2 separate regions of the Callithrix jacchus genome follow, and region 2 is linked to region 1. Evidence: chromatin contacts called from public Hi-C data. All regions are on one chromosome and are shown on one strand. Each heading gives the region's core, a stretch centred on a gene start, on an enhancer-like site or on the middle of the called end of the contact. The rest is flanking DNA. Distances are from core to core; before and after follow the strand shown.

Region 1 (7,394 bases), core at 3,174-5,673:
GTGTATTAGTCAAGGCTCTCCAGAGAAACAAAACCAATAGAATATAGATATATAGGCAGATAGATAGATAGATGATAGATGGATAGAGGAGAGGGGGTTTATTAGGAAAATTGGCTCACGTGATTATGGAGGCTAAGAAGTCCTATCACAGGCTGTAAGGTCAAGACCTGGGATCCTGGTAGTGTGGCTCAGCCCAAGTCCCAAGGCCTAAGAATGAGGGAAGCCAAGGGTGTAACTCTCAATCTGAGGCCAAAGGTCTCAGAACCCAAGGGATCATTACTGTTAAGTCCTGGAGCCCAAGGCTGGGGATTCTGGAGTTGAGGAGTGTGTCCCAATGCCAGCAGCTAGGTGAACACATTCTCCCTTTCTCTGTTTTTCTTCTTTCTGAGACCCCAGCAGATTGCCCTGTGTCCTTCCACACTGAAGGCACAGCTTGCCCACCTAGTCCACACAAAATCACACTCTAAACCTCCTCTGGAAACACCCTCACAGACACACCCGAAAACAATGTGCCACCAGACTTCTAGATATTCCTTAATCCAGTCATGCTGACACCTAATATTAACTGTTTGACTGGTATTATCCTTTTGCTCTGCTACTTAACTTTTGCTGACTAGGTATGTATGAAATGGCACCTCATATAGATTTTTAAATTTGCATTTTTTATTTGGCATTAATTTGTGTTTTCCTGATTACTGGAGCAGTCAAACACGTTTTCACAGTTTCTGGTCATTGGGGTGTTTTTCCATGAATTGAGTCTTCCCATGAATTGAGTGTTTTCTGGCCATTTCTGTTGAGTATTTGCTCTTTACATCTTCTGAATACTAATCCTTAGGTGGCCAGATGAATTGAAAATATCTTTTCTAGTATATTGCTCAACTTTTAACTTTCTTTAGAATATCTGTCTTACAAAATCTTTTTTTGTTTGTTTGAGACAGAGTTTCGCTCTGTTAGTCGGGCTGGAGTGCAGTGGCGTGATCTTGGCTCACTGCAACCTCCGCCTCCCAGGTTCAAGTGATTCTCCTGCCTTGGCCTCCCAAGTAACTGGGTTTACAGGCACGTGCCACCATGCCAGGCAAATTTTTTGTATTTTTAGTAGAGACGGAGTTTCACTGTGTTAGCCAGGATGCTTTCGATCTCCTGATCTTGTGATTCACCTGCCTCAGCCTCCCAAAGTGCTAGGATTACAGGCTTGAGCCTCCGTGCCTGGCCTACAAAATCTTTTACATTTAACACAATGGAGTTAATTAGCTTTTACATGATGGCTTGTGTCTTGTTCAACAATTCTTTCCCCATCCTAAGGTCTCATAAATACCAGACAATATTTTCCTACAAAAATTTAAAGTTTGGCTTTCACATTTAGGTATTTAATGTAGAATACATTATTTATCTACATGGTATGACGTAGGAAAATAAAATGCACCTATTTTTCTATAGGATAGGCAATAGTCCAGCACCATCTATTAAAAGTTGATGTTTATGAATGCGATGCACTTCTGTGACATACCATCGCAGTATGTATAACATAGGAAGAAGTCTGTTTGCAGACTATTTTCTCTATTGGTTGATTCTTCTAAACACATTTTAAAAACAAATGCTTCTTGGCTGGGCGCGGTGGCTCACACCTGTAGTCCCAGCACTTTGGGAGGCCAAGACAGGTGGATCACTCGAGGCCTGGAGTTGGAGACCAGCCTGGACAACATGGTGAAACCCTGTCTCTACTAAAAATACAAAAATTAGCCAGGCATGATGGCACACACCTGTAATTCCAGTTACTCAGGAGATTGAGGCAGGAGAATTGCTTAAAACTGGGAGGTAGAGATTGCTGTAAACTGAGATTATGGTGCTGAATTCCAGCCCAGGTGGCAGAGTGAGACTCTGTCTCAAAATAAACACACACAGGCACGCACACACACATACACACACACCACAAATGCTTCTTTAAAACCAATATATTCTATTTTTAATATTTTATGCTTTATGCTGTCATGTGTGCAGATACATTAAATCAGGTTGAGAAATTACATTCTTGTATCACAATAGATGAGTCCTAATCTACTAACCTTATCATCTGGGTAGCAGAGCTGAATGCAGAAGGATGCATGACCAGTGTTGTTTTCTCTCACTTCTGAGAATTATCTTAGGAGGAGCTGGGATTCTTGAGGGTCACCCTCCTAGGAAACCACTCAGTAAATAATTTGATTGATAGGCAGTTTCCATTTATCTACAAAATGAGATTACTCTTCATACATGAGACATAGTCCTGCAAGTCCTAAGAGAGTTCATCGTGCATCCTGTTATTTTTCTTTTCTTTTTCTTTCTTTTTTTTTTTTTTTTTTTTTTTGAGATGGAGTTTTACTCTTGTTGCCAGGCTGGAGTGCAGTGGCGTGATTCGGCTCACCACAACCTCCGCCTCCCGGGTTCAAGCAATTCTCCTGTCTCAGCCTCCCGAGTAGCTGGGATTACAGGCTTGTGCCACCACTCCTGGCTAATTTTTGTATTTTTAGTAGAGATGGGGTTTCACCATGTTGAACAGGATGGTCTCAATCTCTTGACCTCATGATCCACCTGCCTCAGCCTCCCAAAGTGCTGGGATTACAGGCATGAGCCACCGCACCTGGCCCTGTTATTTTTCTTTTAGAACTTCCTAGCTTTTCTTGACGAGGCATCCCATCATAAAATTTAGCATTGCAAAGCTTCTGAATTGTTGGGTAATGAATTCAGTCTTCAAATATTACATGAGGGAATCATTGTGGTGAGGGGCAGGGCATATCTTGGATTAGTTCTATTGTGTGAAATAAGATGTACTTGAGAAATCATCATTTTTTCCTTTTTCTATTTGATATGTTTTGGGAATTAGTTGTGACAGTGTCTGTGGTGGGCAGAACCTTAGGTGACCTCCCCTGGGGTCCCCACATCTGGATGTTCACGCCTTTGTGTGACCCACCCCTACCTTAGACTGTAGTGTGGCTTGCTTAAAGGTGATGGGCCGTCACTCTGGTGGTGAGGGTATATTAGATTAGACTCTGCTGCCCGCTCACGTGCTCTGGTCCCTTTCTCCCTGGCTGGCTTTGAAAAAGCAAGTTGCCATGAGTCAGTCCCAGACACGCAATGACACAAACTTTGTTCACCACCCGCCCCCAGTGAGCTTTCACAACCAAACCCTGCGGACATCATGATTTCAGCCTGAGAGACCCTGAACAGAGGCCCAGTTGAGCAGTGCCTGTACTCTGACCCCCAGAAGCTGCGATATGATACATGCATGTTGTTTTAAGCAGCAACAATATTTGCAGTAATTGTTATATAGCAATAGAAAACTAATACATTGACTTACAGATGATTTCTGAAAGTCACTTTCCTAGCTAATGCATAAGTTGGTTGGAATGTTCCAACCAATTCCACCGGGTTTGTTTTATCCAGATAGGAGATATGAGAATGTTTATAGTAACTCTTTCCCAGGGCATATTACATTAACTTGTAGTTGAATGCTCACACGTGGTTCTAAAACATGCGCTAGTTCCTACTTTCCCTTGCCTGTTTTATTTGTTCTCAATGTCAGATGACTTGGGCTTGCAGCCCCAGCAGGGAAGGGTTCTTGTCTTTCCAGGTCACTGCTGTATCCCCCAGTAACCAGCGAGGTCTGGGTACACAGAAATATTGGTTTAGGAAATATTCGTTAAAGAACTAGGTAAATGAACCCAAATAGTTGTTATCATATTCTTAATAGTGTTATAATTCTCTGTCTCAGACTCTAGGGTAAACGTTTTATGTACATTATCTCCCTCGATCACTACAACAGCCATGCTGGATAAGTGGGACCAGTTTCCTTGGACAAGTGGAGAACTGGGGTTCCCAGAGTTTAGTGACCACCAGAGGTCAAACAAATTCAGTGGCAGCACTGGAGATCGGACAGATTCTATTTAAAATACTTCTCTAATTTAAGTATATTTAAGAACACACACACAACGCACATATATATACACACACATTGACATATACATGGACCTAATATATATACAGCACATATTTCTATATAAATACATATATTTGTCCTATACATTTATAAATAAAATTTTATTTTATTTTCTAAAATTATATATACATTTAGCACAAGGATTGAAATTCCTCTCCGTCTACACTGATCTCCCTCTCGAGGGAGTGCAGTTTGACAGCCCGGCTGCCCAAAGCCTTTTCCTGCCTGTGCGGTCCGCGCGGTGCCTCCACGGGCTGTAGATGGCGCTCGAGTCCCGGCAGCGCCCGCTCCTCTGCGCCCTGGGAGCGCCTGTGTTGACTCCCGGCGCCCTGGGCTGGTGGGAGAGCGTATTTTCTCACAATACAGATGGGTGGTTCCATTATGGCCGCTTCTTCATCTGTGAATAATTTCATGTGAAGAGAAGTGCTTGCACATGTTTTAACTTCTAACCGCGATTCAGGGCCTCTGCTAACCTCCGGGAGAAAAGTGGGAAAAGGTGGGGGGCTTCTCGCAGGCCTGCTCTTGCCCGGGGAGCGGGGAGCCGAGGAAGGAGCGCGGAGGCGGAAGCCCTCTCTGAGCCTCTAAAGGACTCACGGTTACCTCGGTAATCTCCCAACATCGGTTATTAGACTCTTCGCAAAGAGGAAACGGCCTCGGGTAGAACTGTCCTAAAGAAAGAGAACAGCCAGCCCATCTCCACCTGGGACACTGAAGGAGAGAAGACAGCAGAGATCTCTGTGCGTGTCTTCAGCTGCTCCTGCGACATGCCGACACCTCGTTTTGGAGGGCGTGACCCCGGGAACTGCGTGCTGTGGCCACGGCGCTGATGTCCCCAACCCCTAGTGGGGCAGCAGGCAGTGGGACCCCTCCCCCTCGCCCCGTGAGTGCTGGTGCCTTGGAGGAGCCACGTGATGTATTGGGTGGCTCTGCAAGGGAAGGTGGGGGAAATGGTGTCGCAGGGGTCTTTGATATTGTAAATAATTTATGTGTCATCTTAAATAGCGAACTCTGGAAAAATATTAGATGAAATGGGATCCAACTAAACATAAGCCCACAAGGTGTGAAATGTGAGCTGTTGTATTTTACATCGAGGCCAGCGTGAACAGATTTTAAGTCTGGATTCTGTAGGGCTCCATGGCAAGGGGGCTGGTGGGGACACCCAGAACAGACACTTCCTACAAGGCTGAGGGTGCCCTGCTGCCTATCCCAGCACTTCTGGTTCACTACAGTTTGGCTGCCAGGAAGGCTAATGTCCAACACGCCGTCTTTTGGCATCACGTAACTGAAAGAATCAGTTCTAGTAAATTTAGAAATTTACCAAGAGCTGGAGTCCCCTTTTCCTTAAACCCACATGCTGGCGGGAAGTTATTGGGGGTCATAATAAAACACTGAATGAGACAAACACTATGAAATTAATTACACTAATTTTTGTTGTAGTAGAACCACAAGCCTTCATTTGCCCAATGAAAAAATACATATTGAGGCAGAACTATACGATTGGCATATTAGGTCTGAAATTAAAGGCCTGGGACCATGAAATTGTCCTTTAGTATCTGGGGCTGAAAAGATTTTTAACCATTTTTATATGAGACCACAGATTATTTATAATTGACTGACTTAAATAGTCTAACTGATATTGTTGAGGTAACTTTAAAGCCTTTTATTGAATGACTCATCCAGGATGCTTTGAATCTGGAAGATTCTGCCTCTAACAGACTTCCAACCACTTCTCCAGAACAGGTGGCTTAACACTCCCTTCCCCCAAAGCCTATCCAGATGTGAACACACAATGCAGAAACCATCTCCCCTTTATGCAGCATACTGGAGGTAAGGACTGTGTTAACCATGAGTCCGTTCAGACTTAGAAAGTGCTCAGTCCATGTGGATGGATTAAAATTTGAGATGAGCGCCTTTCATGAACACTCCCTTCGTGGAAGCCGTCTTTCTCTCTCCTGGATTTTCCCTCTGGAGTCCCCTTCCATGAACACTCCTTTCATGAAAGCCTGTCTTCCCCTCCTAAAAACTCCATCTCTCTATTCCCTTCCACTCAGTGTGGAAGCTGCTTTCCTCTCCTGGATTCCATCTTTCTGGATTCTCTCACTCAGTGTGAAAGTTAGCTGTTTCTTTTCTCTCTCTTTCTCCTGTTTCTCTCTCTCTAAATAAACCACTTTCTACAAACAAAACAAAAAAAAAAAGAAAAATAATTGAGATGAGTTTTATAAGGTAGCCCAAAGGATAAATCGACCTCATTTCCTTCTACTTCTATGCCTCCAGAGATCCCTCCTCATGCTTATTAGGGTATGAGAAGAAATTACTTGTTAAAACACAAGAGTGGGACAGTAAAACGATAGAGTGTTTAAAACCTTTTATTCCTTTGCTTTTCTGGAAGCAGAGACTTGTAGACTATTGTTTTATTGTTTGTCAAATATTTTGCAGGTGTGAAATTAATAATGAGCCCGGCAACTGTGCAAGATGCTGAGGATACAGCAAACAAATGCAGGGACTGTATCTTCTGGAGCTTGCAGCCTCACAGGAGGACAGTCAATCAAACAAGCACAGAGAGGGGAACATTTAGTGACAGAGGGTGCCTTCCCTAGACAGAGGTTTTTTTGAGGAACAACATCCTCATTGCACAAATACTGCAGTGCTGTTGACTAAGTCCCTCCCTTTCTTCTCTTGGCCCCACATTCTGTTCAGGTATGTGGAAAATCCTGTGCATAGGAACCTGTGCACAGGTGCTGTGCAACAGCTGGCCCAAGAAACTTTTTGGGTTCTAGGGAAGCACAGGAGGTAGACCAGGAGTCTGGAGTTAGAACCATGTTTCCTGAAAAGGAGCAGAAGTCATCCAGACAGAAAGTGGAAAGCATCTGCTGCAGGATTGGGGCTGTCCCAGGCAAAGGTTCCTCCTTGGTGCAAGCAGGAAAGGTGTTGGAAGACCTGAAAGAAGATGAATATGTCTGGAATGCAGCATCCAAAAAGGGGAGCCTGGGGAAAGAGGCAGGGAGAATGAGAAGGCCTTGATGAGAACGAGGGCAAGGAGGTGGACTTTACCTTCAGCCAAGGACGAGTCATCAAAGTGGTTGAAACACAAAAATAATGTGGCCATACCTGTGTCAGAATGAATCAGATGGGGTATGGAGAGAATGTTCTGTGTGAAAACGTCCAGGAAAAATGCCACTGCCATGTCCCAAGTCTGTCTTATCTTAGGTTACCCAAATGACTTGCTTTATATTTTTGTTTTGCCTTGTCTTTGTTTTTAACTTAAATCCATTTAAAAAGCTGCACAGCTGCATCACTAGATGGTGTAACCAGACACAGTACCACGTCAGGGCCACGGTAACGGGCCCACAGGCTGAGCGCCCTGAAAGGCAGAAATCTAATTTCTTATAGTCCCGGAGGCTGGAAGTCTGCGATCAGGCTA
Region 2 (7,394 bases), core at 1,285-3,784, 250 kb after region 1:
CGGCCGGGCGCGGTGGCTCAAGCCTGTAATCCCAGCACTTCGGGAGGTCGAGGCGGGTGGATCACGAGGTCAAGAGATCAAGACCATTCTGGTCAACATGGTGAAACCTCGTCTCTACTAAAAATACAAAAAATTAGCTGGGCATGGTGGCGCGTGCCTGTAATCCCAGCTACTCAGGAGGCTGAGGCAGGAGAATTGCCTGAACCCAGGAGGCGGAGTTTGGGGTGAGCCGAGATGGCGCCATTGCACTCCAGCCTGGGTAACAAGAGCAAAACTCCGCCTCAAAAAAAAAAAAAAAAAAAAAAGAAAGACATTTACTAACCATTCTACAACAGCTTTGAAATTCCATGAAATTATTCAAAATGCAGAACAAGGTGAGAACACGTGGAGAGGGTAGATTATGCAGGGCAGCTCTGGATTTCTAGACACTAGCTACATTTCTGACCCTGAAAAGGCAACCGATTTATGGATATGATTTTCGTTTCATCTAAGGGAGGTTTTCAAAGCTATAAATAGGCATTGTGAACTTTTGGCAAAAAAGGAAAGTATCAGTAAATCTGAGAAAAGTGGCCAGGCGCAGTGGCATGCACCTGTAATCCTACTACCAGGGAGGCTGTGGCAGAATGAACCTTTGAGCCCAGGAGTTCCAAGCCAGTCTGGACAACATAGTAAGACCCTCACCTTAAATATTATATATGTATTTGAAAAGTGGAAATTATAAACTAAAATCAGGATTTGTTCTCTTGAAAGTAGTCAAGTTTGGAAGAGGTGTAGTCGGGAGGATGTGATTCTTGCATTCCTCAGCCAGGCAAGGTGGTGTCGGGGAACACGATAAGCCAATATTGTCTGTCTGAGTTTTCGCAGCCTTGTCAGTAGAGATGTACTACCAGATAAGTTACGAACAAGAGTGAGTTCAAAACCACAGCATTGCCCTGGGAGGCTTTCCAAAAACCCAACTGATAGGTAATAAATATTTTAAAAATATGACTCGGGTGCTTATATTAACTGTGTGAGAATCGGAAAGGTAGAAGAGACAAGCTTAGGGAGTAGATCTGCTGCTCATGGTGGACACTAGGGATGGTACCTGGGCGTTCACTCTGCTCTTCTCTTTACTTTGGTGTTTGATTTTTTAAAAAGAAAGGGAGAAAAAGAAGTGGAGAGTCGTGGAGGCACTCGTCCCAGCCCCCAAGTAGTTCAAGCGGCGCAGGAGGGAGGTGGCTGGAGGAGGTCCTGCCCACCTGCCACACTCCGTATTTGGGCAAGCCTGTGAGTCACTGTCGGGAACAGGGCTCCCTTCGCCAAGGCCAGCACTACCCCACCATCCATTTATCGACGCAGGCAGTGTGCTGCGTGCCTCGACGGTCTAGCCCAGTGCTAGACTTAAGAAGTCGCAGCTAGGTGCTCTTTTTCCCATTTTTTTTTTTTTTTTACATCTCTTCAGTAGCCCGGGAATTTTTGGAAGAGAAGACGACCGCATCCAGTTAGAGGCCGAAATTACACTAAACATCTATTAGCTCAAGATCACAAGAAGAGATCCCGCGCGGTCATCTCAAGCCCCAGCACCCAACGCCAGTGGGCGTCCCAGCCCGGCGCACCGAAGCGCCGACCTTCACATCCTCCCAGGAACGCCGCACCCGCGTGGTGGGGGAGGGGGGGTGGGGGGGGGCAGATGGACCTCGACTAGCCTCGTTTTTCAGGCCTGTTACGCAACAACTTTGCAGCCGTCATCTTCGCCCTAATTGTGCAGGGGGCGGTGTTTGCGCGTGGAGCTTTTCCTCCCGGCTCCGGGCCGTCGCGGCTCTCAAGAGAGGTGCCGGGGCACTTTAATCGCTGCCTCCGCTGCGCAGCCCTGCGCAGCTGCCTCGACGGGCCAACCCATTCCCCGCCGCAGCGCGCCCCGAGCGTTGGCAGCTTGCCAGCCGCCACCCCCCGCCTTCCCTCCTGCCCATCACAAGGCAGAGGGCTCCTCTCGGGAGTGTGCGGGGAAGGGGAGGCCGAGGTCTCCGCCACGCCCGGGTAGCCGCAGCCCGCGGTGCTCGGTCGGCAACAGGTAACCGGGCCGGCCGTGGCTCTCGGGAAGACAAAAAGCGTCTCTGCGAGCGAGTGCGGGTCGCGGGGTGCGCAGAGCCACCGCGGCGACTCTGAAGGATGAAGGAAGCTAAGAGCGGACGGGGCGGGGAGGCTGTGGGCTCCGGTGCTCCTCTGCAGCCTCGCTTCGGTCGTGCGGGCCACGCGGGCCATTGCGCAATCGTCGTTACGCGGGGCATGGGGCGCCGGCCTTCGCGGGCGCTCGGACAGTGGTGGCCGCCACCGGGAAGGAACGCGAGCTGGTAGTGGCGCCGCCGCGGTGGGGAGCGGAGGGCGGGGACGCAGGGGCGGGGCCGCGGAAAGCCCGCCCCGGCCCGCCCCTGCCGCCGTGGCCATTGGCGGCGGTCCGGGGGCGGGTGCCGGCTCGGCGATTGGGGCCGCGGCCGCCAGTCACGCGGGGCGGGCGGGCGGCGACGTAGCGCGGCGCTCGGAACTGACCTACTAACACACATCTCTCGGCGCGGCCACGGCGCCCGCGGACCAGGCGCGCCCGCCAGCCTCCCGCGCCGCGCCCTCGCCGCCGCCCGCCTCCCGCCGCGGCCTCGGAGGCCCGGCCCGGCCCGAGCCCCGAGCGCCGCCGGCCCGGCTCCCGGCCGTCCCTTTCTTTCTCCTCGCCGGCCCGAGAGCAGGAACACGGTAAGCGCTCCGCCCACCGCCGGCCGGGGGCCCGGCGACCGCTCCCCGGGCGCGCTGCGGGCGGGCGGGTGGGCGCCGGGTGCTGGCCGCGCTGTGTGCCGTGTCGGGCTGTACGCTGCGCTAGCCAGCGGCGGGGAGTGCGCGCGGGGCATTCATTACATAAACTTTTGCTGCCCTGTCAGGATGGGACTCGCCACCTTAAGGTGGCTGCTTTGATTGCAGCGCCCTCGCGCCGGCACGTAGTCCTGGCTGCTGTTGCATAATGTCTCCTGATTTCAGGAAAATTGATGTTTTGGTGGAGAAGAGCGCCAGGAAGGCTAAGCCCTCCCCGAGCGGGAAGATGCTCTTTCCTCTCTAGTGTCTTTCCTTTCTCCTTCCTTCTCTGGGGCCGGCGGCATAGAGGCGGGGAGAGGAGTGGGTTGAGGAATGGGGAATAGTCTTGATTTGCTTGGTGAGGAAAAGGGTTGGTAGCGTGAACGGTGACGGCATTCGGAGAATGCCTGCGCGGCGTTTGTTTGTGTCAGGGGCTGTGTCTGCACAGACGTTTTCCACCCTGTTTGTCGTCAGCTTGTTTTACAAGCCCTCGGGAAGGTTGTGGGATTTGTCCTTTCATACATTGCATAATCTGCCCACGGTGAAATGTTGGCAAGGATTGCGGGCTGATGTGGGAATATGCTCGTATGTGTGGAATGATTTGATAATTGAGGCGCAGCGTTATTAGATCGTTATTTACGTCTGTATTACGTCCCAAATAAACGGGTTTCAAACGATACTACAAAACCTAAAAGCAAGAATTCCTCGGGTTGAATTCTGATCTTGGGTACTACTGGGGTTCGCCCTTTCAGTGTTCTCAGCTGTTATTTTTAAATCTAGGACGAACCATTGTGACGTTTACCTCCCCACCTTCCTAATTTTAATGCATTCCATTCGATCAGCCCCTTTTCTCACCTTATTGTCATCGCTTTTTCAAACACGACAAGACAGATCACATAATAGTTTCCTGGAAATGTTGCATTATGTAACTGCTGAATTTGCTGGCAGTGAGCATAGAGAGAGGGAGCTAATTACGTGATTTTATAATCTTGCTACAAAGAAAGTAGGACAGTCTCAGCCTTTAAGAATGTCACTATAACAGTTTTTTTTTTCCTTAAGGATATTTTGAACAGAAAAGTAGACAACCGGGTAAGCATGGAGTTTGCTCATGCTGCCGAATGTGTGTCTTTTGCCCTAAATGAAACGCGCGTTCTTCTAAATTTAGCCCTATCACATTTTAACAATTGTGGCCTCGCAGTGCTATTTCTGGTGTTTTCTCTAGGGCTGTGTGCAAATACAAGTTCAAGGCCATTTGCTGTAGTTTTAACTCCACGCCTTCGGAGACCTTTGATAAGATTGTATTTTTAGGAAGGCATTTCGCAGCGCCCGGTGATTTGCTGGATGCTGGCTCCCATTTATGTTTTTAAAGGACACTTTAGGAAACTGCCGTTCTCTGAGAACAGCAGGGAATGGCCAAGTGTCATCTTCTGTTCTTGGCTTTTGTAAATAACAACAGTAAATGAGGTCAGAAGTATTTATTTACCCTCAGAACAGATATGACCTATGGGAAACAGATATAGGTTAGTAGATTGTGTTTCTGTCTGGATACCCTAGTTTTACTCATGTGAAGATGTATGAATATGTAATTTGCCCAAATATTAAATTTCTTCCTGGACTGTTACATAGTGATGTGTGAATATAGGTAATTAATGTATGTATATGAACAGATTTCCCCCCCTAACGAAACATTTAAATTAAGTGCAGGGTTTTTTTGGGGGTGGGGGGTGGGTGGACATCTCTGGGACAGAGTATCTTACTCCAAATAATTGCAGTCGCTTTGTAAGTAGCTAGTTGCTCTAGGTCCCCAGCTTCGGACCCCGACCTACTTTGCAAGCTCGGGTGGGAGTCCCGGGCCTGTAGGGACCGCGTGGCGCCACCTTTCGATCGCGACCTTCCAGTGGCGCGTCCGTGCGGCCCCCAGTGCGCCGCTCCCTCCTGCGGACCGGTGGGGTCTGCGGGAAGCCAGGGCTGGGGGCGGGTCTGGTAGTGGCGGGCAGGAACCTCGGGTCGGGACCGAGAAGCGCCTCCAGGCGGTAGTTGGACTGGGGCTGCTCGGTGGCCTGCGCTCCTCCTCCCTGCCCCCTCCCCACATTCCTTTGTTCTGGCGCAGGGGGTCCTCCCGGCGCCGAGGCCCCGCTGCGCCGCCCACCCGGAGGGAGGAGGGTCTCTGAGAGGCGCCGCGTGGGGGCGCGGCCCGTGGAGCCCGGGCGCTAGGGACCGGCCGGGGCCGGCGTGCGGGTGCACTCTGGGTTCGCCCGGGCCGCGGGAGCCGGGGAGTCAGGGAGCCGGGGATCCCGGCACTCGCACGGAGAGGAAAGGGGCAGCCCGGGCGACCCGGAGCGCCTGTGTCTCGGCGGCCCTCTCTCATATGGGGCAAATCTAGGGGCCTTGACTCCGCGCCTGTTTTGCGGTGAGGTTCTGAAACCTGCAGACACCTTTGTTCCAGGAGTCTTCATTGTATTTTTGAGCCAAGCGTGTCTCCGTTATGGAAGTGAAAAAGACCTTAAGGAAACCTCCAAAGGTCCACCGACCACAAAAATTGGTGGAGGGGGCGCTCCAGTATTGATAGTGATTAAAAGGAAGGCCTCAGCTTGACTTTGGCCAGTTGAGCCGATGTTTTTTTTACCTTTAATTTATGTGGTCAAAGGCTAAAGTAGAGAGAACACTGATCTCCAGAGTTCAAAATAAAATCAAAACGCCCAAATAGACGCTGCTGTCCTAATGTAAAACTACAGTCGTTCATCCTGGCATAAAGACTTTCAAGATTGTACACATGCAGTAATTCACAGTGAATTCATGGAGACATCACAGATGTTTTCCTGAAGCATGTCAACGCAATCTGCTCTTTGTTGAAAACTGACCAAAAACTTGGCTTCTATGGGATCATATCCTACACCTTATCCCTAATCAGTTTCCCTAGTTATAGGCTTTCAGTAGTTAGAGAATAGGCTTTGGTGAGGTACAGATCCTAAGAGCGCAGGCCCTAGGCTCACAAGAGCCCTGGGTCCCAGGCCCCAGCTTATTTTCCTCCACTGTCCTGATTTCTGTCACTCTCCAGGGTAAACTGAGGGAATAAAACCTGTTGAACTAGTTGGTTGTAAGGAGTTCAATAAATGTTTCCTGTGTAATGGACCAGGAACCAGAATCTTTATGTGTGTGTGTCAGTATTTACCTTCATTTTTCTCTGTGTAAATCTCTGCAGTAAAAGTAAGGATTAATGTTGCAATTAAGTCCATATCTTTCTTGAGATACTTTCTTTGTTCTAATAATTTTTTTTTTCTGAAAACTTTGCCATTGTGTTCAATGTTGATTTCAGTTTGAGGGGAATTCCTGACAGGATTGCAGAAACTCAAACTTCCCAAATCATTGGGTTAATGTTTTGGGGAGCTGTTTGAAGGAATAGAAAGATGACTCGATTATAGTAGCAGGAATGAAGTGAGAAGTGCCAAATATTAATAGTTCAGCCTTTTCCAATTCCCTTACACATTCTGTGACTAATCTTCTGTAGCCTAGATGATTTCTGTGTCTAAAACTTTGTGGTCTGAGATCAGCAGTAGACGGTGAGACCCCACAGATCAACTGTCTTGTAGGGGGTGTATGTAGCCTGAAAATTAAGGCCAGTCCTGTGAAACTGTTGATATTTGACCCTTTCGACTAACAGAAGAAAATTTCATTTGGCACTTGCAACATAGATCAGTGCTTCAGTAAGAGTCATGAGCAGCCTGGAACCGATAGGCATCGTGGCCTTTTGATACTGATCTTTCTTCAGAAAAGAGATTAACAGTTAGTATTTACTAAACACTTACTCTGCTTGTGCCAGGCACAGTGTTGAGGGCCTCTGTTATCACCCACGTTTCATAGATGAGGAAGTGGAAACTCGGAGAACTGAATTAGCAAGCCAGGTCGCAGAGCCTGAAAACTAGATGGGGAAATTTGCACCTCAACAAAGTTGAAACAATTTCCTTTTCTGTGTTAAAGGCTTATCTTTGTGCAGTGCAGTTATAACATCACTGTGATGCAATAGCCTGAAAATGAAGGCCCTTTGTGAGAGGCCTTTTGGGCGTTGAGCAATGTGCCTGACTCACCAGCTGAGTGGATTTTTCTAGTTGACCTTGCCTTGGTCATTAAAGTGAATTTTGAGATGTAAATGCGATTGCAGCATGGAATGGAAAAGGTGCAGTCATGTTGCCTAGGTTTTATTTTTACCCAAGTTAAGCTCATATACTTCATGATTTCCATTGTAATCCAGATGGCATTGATGCTGTTAAAGTTGTTTATTTTTAATTTGTATTGAGGAATGAGAGCACACTTGGGATTCAATTCAAAATATAACAGAAACAATGTAATTGAAATTTCCTTTAATATTCATTTCTTGTTTTTGTAAGGTATGCCTGTATTTCACAGGGTTTAACACATTGTTTGATATCCTGTTATTTTTCTAAATTATATTTGAGTTGATTTCTATCCAGGTTGGACTTGTATGAGAATGTCGAAAGACAGTTGACCTTTGAGCACAGACATTACATAAGAATTTTTCAGTTTCAAAATGAATTTTTATACTATCACCCCCAGTTATC

What was found. A called contact is a pair of places that touch in the nucleus more often than the background predicts.
Region 2: a Hi-C map of induced pluripotent stem cells shows a contact between it and region 1, with 2.2 times the contacts expected there. The contact joins the promoter of NFIL3 here to the enhancer-like site in region 1. A contact is called at or near these places in 2 of 3 Hi-C or Micro-C datasets (induced pluripotent stem cells and skeletal muscle).

The regions. Positions count from the first base shown.
Region 1 is chr1:74,018,663-74,026,056 of calJac240_pri, forward strand. No RefSeq gene overlaps it. Among named protein-coding and RNA genes, the nearest start is that of AUH, 250 kb to the right of the region's middle. Within about 2 kb of position 4,424, at least 2 of the 16 cell types and tissues checked have an H3K27ac peak or open chromatin away from gene starts, as enhancers often do.
Region 2 is chr1:74,268,197-74,275,590 of calJac240_pri, forward strand. It overlaps NFIL3 (nuclear factor, interleukin 3 regulated), which reads left to right and starts at 2,535. Exons shown (of 2, transcript XM_002742704.6): 1 at 2,535-2,724. AUH (AU RNA binding methylglutaconyl-CoA hydratase) reads left to right here and starts at 1,804. Exons shown (of 10, transcript XM_078365598.1): 1 at 1,804-2,050.